Regions from separate parts of the Lactuca sativa genome. Here region 2 is linked to region 1. A link is a contact called in public Hi-C data. All regions are on one chromosome and are shown on one strand. The core of a region is the stretch at or near the end of the contact, and the rest is flanking DNA. Distances in the headings are between cores, read along the strand shown.

Region 1 (3,816 bases), core at 264-2,763:
GTTGTAATGTACAACTCAACATTGCATAAGATGGCTTAAAGAAGTTGTACCTTGGTATTGAACAGATAGCTGTAGAAATCACCAATGAGTCCACCAGCGACATGATGAAGATCCAGTTGAAGTTCATGAAGAACTTTTGAAACAAGAAACAAACAGTTGATCCTCTTTTGTTGCACCAATTTGATTGTAACTTCATCATCAATGATTCGAACATCGATCTCTGTGTTTTTGGATTTTCTCTGTAGCCATGAGCTCCTCATTGTAGAAGTTGAATTGCCGTTGTAGGTTTGTTGATCATGAGCATGATCTCCGGCACCGGCGCTGCCACCTCCATTGCTCTTTGTGTAAATACTCTCTACATCTAAAGTCGAATCGTCTTCTGTTTTGTGCTTTTTCATCCTACCTCTGTTGCATCTCTTCCTCTCCACCAAAATCTTCAGTTCTTCCACAGTTCTCTTGAGTTCGTTGATGTATTCAATGGCATCTCCGACCACCGATGCTCGATCAGCCTTTTCTTCAACAAGAAAACAGAATTAAAATTTGTAAATGTTATCAAATTCATCTGAGACTCAAAATTCTCATACCTTTGTGGGATTTGGGACTAATCCCTTCAAGGCCTCAAACTTGCCATTCAATTGTTGCCTTCTATGTTTCTCAGTCGCAAAATGTTTTGTATCTTTGTTTTCTCTCCCTTTTCCATTAATTATTCCCCCACCGAACTCCAAAACCGCATCTCCGTCATGATACAGTTGATTCTGTTCTCCTCTGTCCATATCCATCTCGCCAAAAATGGAGCCACAACCAGTCAAATTGAATCCGTTTGGGAGAGAATTCAGCAACTCTCTGAAGAATGGAGGCTGTGGAGGGAGATTGTGAGGCAATAGCGGATCGAACATGACTTGACCCGAGGTTTGATCGATATGGGTCGGGTTGGAAAAGCATATTGATGAAGAGCATCTGGGTAACTGGAAGAGATTAAGGAGATCTGGTGGTGTGGGTGTAGGCAAACAATTGTTATCGTTCCCGATAAGAACCTGATCATGAGGATTATGAGCCCAGTTGATTTGTTGGTGGTTTTGGTGATCCATGTCCATGTTCATGAGATGTTGGTGATGAAGCTGATCTGCAGGTGCTTCAATGGCGGAGAAATTGGAAATTTGGTGGAAGTTGGAGACATGGGGTTGTGGGAAACTGTCACCTTGGTGATCAATAAGCACTTGTTGATGGTGAGCTACAGAATTTGGATCGAAGCAACCACTTGCTTCAAACATATCTGAATTCTCCAGCATTTTCTCTGCAAGTTCTAGAGAGAGAGAGAGAGAGAGAGAGAGAGAGAGAGAGAGAGGGAATTTGGAAAACTTCTAAGCTTTGTGTATTCGAAAAGATTGAAAACGTGAAGTATTGATCGTAACAACACGAAGATGAATTCACAATCTGGCGATAGAATGAGAATTTGAGGAGACACAGAAGCAGATATCACCAAGTAACCAAAAAGGAATTGCTATTTAGAGAGGGAGGAAGGTAGGTTGAGAGTAGGGGACTGGAAGTGAAGATATAAACGTATTTATATTAGTAAAATTTGCCACAAAATGACTCCAATTTCATGTTAAAATACAAATTATCAACTTTCACATATTTGTTTGACATATATTATAATAAAAAAATCAAATACATTGTATCTTTTTGAAAATCCTTTTAACAAAACTCAGTAAACTTTTTGGAAACTTACAAATATTTTCATCAGCTATCATTTCTTTTTGTTGAGTAGTGGCTATGAAGAAATATCAATCCCCATCAATATCTTAACCTAATGGTTAAGGAACAGATATACAAATTAGATTATGCTCTTGCTAATTAACTAAAAACATTTTGAGTATGTTTGGCCAAAATAATTTAGTTAATTTAGTTGAAAGTTATAACTTTTATTTGTTGAACAAATGGTTCACAAAAATACTAATTTTAATGCAAATTACCATTATAATAATATATTTTGTGAACACAAAAGTTTCGATTGCATATATTCTTATAATATATATTTTTAAATAATTATGGTTTATGCAAAAAAAAATTATTTATATATAACATTAACCTTTTATGTTATTTTAGGAGTAAGATACTGGGTGTATGTATTAGTCATTCTAAAAAAATCTAATAATATAATTTTTAATCATATATTTATATAAAAGAAATTAAATATCCTCTTACTTTTTGTTCCTACAAATCCTCCTACTCAATTAAATAGTGACACGTGTAACATTTAATCACTTTTAAATCATCAATATTTGGTCAATAACAAAACAGTTTAAAGCACCATTGCCCTGGTTGGAGTTTAGATGACGGATTAAATTGTTAAAAAGTGATCCAAATATATCAAAATTCTTATAGGTAAATAATACTTCTATTTTATATATATATATATATATATATATATATATATATATATATATATATATATATATATATATATATATATATATATATATATAGTTAAGTTTCCTTTTGAAAAAAAATGATGATAATCATCATAAAACATAATTAATTTTATTAAAATATGACATTCATCTTATATTTGTTATCTTCTTTTTTATATATATATATATATATATATATATATATATATATATATATATATATATATATATATATATATATAAAAGAAGATAAATAAAAATAAAATGTAAAAAGATATTTAATTTTTCAAAAAAATTATAGCCATCATCTAGTCTAATTTATAGACAAACTAACCATAATTCTTGTAGTAAATAACCGTAAAATAATGCACGTGTTTTATGACTACTATTATTTTTTTTTAAAAATTTAATAATTCTTAATATAATCCATATTTATATGTAAGGGTCAAGAAATGGAAAGAAAAAGAAATAAATTTTAACAACTTCCAGTTCGTTGGTGGGAGATTCTGGGTTGGACCCACCAGAATTATTTGATTTGATTTTGTACTTTGTTTCATTTTCTTTACCCTTTCTTTTCATTACACTTTATGGTATTTTCTTTGCATAGTACAATCGACGGTTTAGATCTTCTTATCATGAATATATACAATTAACTTTTTTTTCGTATATAAGTAGGACAAGTATTTCCTTTTTGGAAAGACGAAGATGTTTCTTTACAAAAATATTAGAAACAAAGATTTAATCTGGTTGTTATATTGGATTATATTAAACTATGATGGATTTACAAATCATGTTTATTTTAAGATATTTTATGAGCTATTTATGAGTTTTGTCATATATATAAAAAAATTCTAGTACTTTTTTGTGTCTTGTTAGTTATTGTACCGTCATTTGAAATGGAGAATATGAATATGTACCATTTTGTATATATCGTACAAATAGTACATAATCAAGACTCTAAAAAAATTGGCAATCCAAAAAAATATTTAAACAAATATTTAAGATATTTCTTTGCAAATATCTGTCACGTTCATAGGCATGTGTGTCTCTAATGCCAATTATTAGTTTTTTTGGGCTTTTACATTCGTTTAATTTTGGTCTATTGATGGTAGCTCTAGTTTCATATGGATATCATGGATTCTTTTTCCCATATTAGTTATATTTAGGTCTTAGGATATTCATCCGATGATCAAAATTTTATAAGTGTTATATGGTAATAACAAATTTTGTCTTCCTCTTTGGCAAATGACCAAGAGGTTCAAATTATTTGTTCTTGTCGAATAACAATTTCGAACTCTTTTTATTTTTTCAAGAACATTCAAAACGATCTCTAGTTTGAAAATTCACAATCTAAATCGAAAATTTTGAATTTGTTCACGGTTTTTGTATTTTGCCTTCGTGTTTT
Region 2 (3,745 bases), core at 397-2,896, 130 kb after region 1:
TTGAGGAAGACGCTCTACAAGAGATCACTAAGAACCCTAAAAGGTTGCACAAAATCTCGATTAGAAACAAGAAATCAAAACAGAAAACAAAGTCTAAGTTTCATATTTTGATGTTTCACATCCCAACCCATGTTCAGTGTTTTGGGTGTAAAACATAATCTACAACTCCAAACGGGGTGTTATCATGCTTTCTGGAAACTAGACTCGATTTCATACAATTTCATATGTATGGGGCATCATCTAATTCAGACCAGATCGAGCTCTACAGCCCTTACAAAACAGATCAAAAATTCTGTCCAGATTTCTAACTTCGACAAACATCACCAAATACTTTAAGAATTAAGACAAGGACTTGAAAAGTAGAGATGGATGGTAAGAAAGTCATTTATACCTCTGAAAATATGATGAATTTCAAGGAGAAGAAACAAGGAAGAAGTCTTGAACCCAACAAAGAAGTATCTCTACTTGAAAGCACCAAAATCACCACCACAACTTCTTAGATTTTCACCACCACCTCAAGAAAGGAAATGTACTCAAGAACTCACTTCAAAGTAGTGTGGATGTTGCCAGTTAGGGTTTAATCCCGGATTTAGGGTTAGGGGTTACTTAAATACATCATAACTTTCATTCCAGACCCTGTAAGTGTGGGAAAATGACTTCATGGCCCATTTATATGATTAAACATAAATTTCTTGCACTTTGACCTCTAAAATATTATTTGTATAAAAGATATTCTTTGTGGGTTAGGTCCTTTGGGAAAACATGATTGTTGTTTGCACAAATGTATTTCTTTGTTAAGATGATCTTACATGGTTTGGTATAAATTTATTATTTTAAAATTATAGATATTCTCATTTGGTTCGATTTAGTAGATTCAGTGGAGTATGCATGTATCTTTGTGTACTATTGATCGACTTGGATTTTGATTTGATCGAGTAATCAAAATGAGTCGGCTATACGCATTCAAACATTAGATCTCCCAATTTTGGCATTAATAAGCATAAAATTACTTGTAAGTGTTTATTAACAGATATATAATTAAAATCTTTTTACACATAAATATCTATAATTTTATTGATTTAACCATTTGAAATTTTGAACATACTTAGGATGCTTTATTGGTTTAAATAAGATCAAATAGTTGTTTGTTTACAAAATATATTGTAAACATTCAATAATATTAATTTAAATAATTTTGATTTATTCTATTGTGTGACTATATTAGACTCTGTCCTTATTATCGTCAAAAGTATCATTTATTTTACAAAATTGATCTTTTTTTATATATAAAATCGATTTGATTTTGTTGATTAAGTTTTGTTTTTATTGGATGATTGTCTTTTTATAAGTTTATCTGTTTTTCATGGTTTAATTGTAATTGTAATCTGTTAATATAATTAGTGGATTCAACTGATTTCGAATCCGTCATTATCATCAACCAATCTGAATAAGTTGGATTTCTAACAAGTTTATTTTAATGTTTTGATGTTACATATTGAATCATATGAATGAAATTGTATGACTTAAAATAATTAACATTATCATGTTTTAAGAAATATATTTAAAAATACAACGATTGATAAATAAATAAAATCTTAACTTCCTCTATCGCAATTCTCAAAGCCTCAAACCTCAAAGCATAACTAGCGGTCCAAGTGGAAGCTATCTTCTATCGAGGCTGATATACGGTCACAAAGAATCGTCTTTGATCCCCAAGCGAAGTTGACCCGCCTCCATAAATACAAATTATATTTGATCCGGATCTTACGTAGACGTCTACATTTCCCCAACTAATCAACACGAATATAGTCTCCTTTTTCCTTCTTTTTCTTAATATCTCTTCGTTTACAGCAACATGGGACAAATCCTGGAAAAACTTCAAGGTGATTTTCTTCATATACCTGTTTCTTGCTTTTCACCTTCAAATTTCGCGTCTGTTGCTGCTAATTTCCATCAATTTCGATTAGGGTTTTGTTTAGTTTGAAGATTGATTGATTTTATGATATTTTTGCTGATAAATATCTACACCTTTTTCATGTAAATTGAATCACTTTCTTCGATTAATCCCGGATCCTGCTTTTGCTCTCCTGTGGTTCTGTTGTAATCAATCGGGGTGGATTTTGGTTTTGTTTGATTTAAAAATTGATCAATTTATGCATGTTTTATGGTATAATAAATGGGTATAAATTTAAATTCGAACCCCTTTCCTTGACTGTTCCCAATTCCAGTTCCTGCTTTTCTTTATGGATTTGGGGTTTGTTGAATTTAAAGATTAAATTGATTCCGTATGATCCTAACAAATTGTATAAATCGTTCCATGCTTTTCAATTTCTTGCAATTTTCACACGACTGATGGGGTATAAGTTTCTACTATTTCCATTATTGTTCAAATAAATGCTTAAATGTAAAAAAGGTTAAAGATGTTTGTCCTTAAATGCCAATGGTTTTAATTTTGACACTTTGTATAGGCAAGCAATGGAGAGAAAAGCAAATACGAAAGATAAGTGACAAAGTTTTTGATCGTTTCAAGAATGATGACGGAAGGGCAACTATGTCATTTGAAGACTTATATATCGCCGTGTTACTTGTGTTCAAGTAAGATCATTTAGCCCCATTCATTACATGACACAACATAACAAGTTGTAATTGTTTTTGCAAAAGACGTAAATGCCCTTACTTACTGTATATACAAAATGTTGTATTTTTCCTTAAAAATCTTGATCTTCAACTTATGCAATTGATTCTATTCGATTGTAGCGATCTCAACAAGAATTTGCCAGGGCCTCATTTTGATCCCCCAAAGAAGGACGAAATCAAAACCTTGATGCAGGTGTTTTCTAAATTCCATTAAAACAAATTGTATTAGTACAAGTATTAGCATACAAATTTTATTTTGTGGGTCCCATAGCGATGGTATTTTCTTTAATTTTTTTTTTTTGTTTGTTTATTTGAGTTAGGAATGTGATATGGATCTTGATGGGGGACTCAACCGAGAAGAATTTGAGGAGTTTGTGAAAAGGCTAACAGCGGATACATTTGTGTATGTGACTCAAGGACTCCTCATCACTCTAGCAATAGCACCAACCGTTGCTATAGCCACAAAGAGGTCAACCGAAGGTGTTCCAGGCATTGGAAAGGTGGTTCAAAAGCTACCCACTTCAATATACGCAAGTCTTATCACTTTGGGAGTTATGATGATCCAAAAAGCTAATGAGTAAATTAGTATTGAAAATTCATGTATGCTGTTGATTTGGGTGGTGATAAGGTTATGTATATAAAGTATTATCAATAATCCTAAAGTTGGATGATGGGTTTTGTGATTTTGTAAGATATATGTATTCAATATACATGTGGAATGTTATTGCATATTTATAGTTTTGGAAATAATGGAATGAAACGTGATCGTATATTTCATCTAAATCATTTTGTTGTATAGATTACGAAAAATATGAATCATGGTTGCCTCACGTTTGTTCCATAATAAAATAAGTAACAATCTTCAACTAATTCCTAAAAAATGTTAGATTATTAGAACAATAGTCGATATTATTCATTCAGGAGTTAACACAAACTTTTACTTTTAAGATCAATGCTTAAGTGCATATGGTGTAAATTTATTTATTTATAATAAAATAAGATACCCGGTTAATAAGGATCTAATTTCTTTTTTAAGTAACATGATCATTTATGAAACTTAATTACAAAAACTAAAATGGCATGCTTACCCTTTCAACTTTTGAAGATC

Evidence for each region. Hi-C and Micro-C count contacts between places; a contact is called where the count stands out from the background.
Region 2: a contact with region 1 is called in a Hi-C map of bud, with 8 times the contacts expected there. The contact joins the promoter of LOC111883643 here to the promoter of LOC111883621 in region 1. A contact is called at or near these places in 2 of 4 Hi-C or Micro-C datasets (bud and leaf).

The regions. Positions count from the first base shown.
Region 1 is chr4:65,242,219-65,246,034 of Lsat_Salinas_v11, forward strand. LOC111883621 (transcription factor bHLH10) reads right to left here and starts at 1,514. Exons shown (of 4, transcript XM_023879945.3): 1 at 585-1,514; 2 at 51-509. The coding sequence starts at 1,289.
Region 2 is chr4:65,370,739-65,374,483 of Lsat_Salinas_v11, forward strand. It overlaps LOC111883643, which reads left to right and starts at 1,647. Exons shown (of 4, transcript XM_023879964.3): 1 at 1,647-1,883; 2 at 2,469-2,595; 3 at 2,758-2,830; 4 at 2,958-3,420. The coding sequence starts at 1,856. The coding sequence ends at 3,218.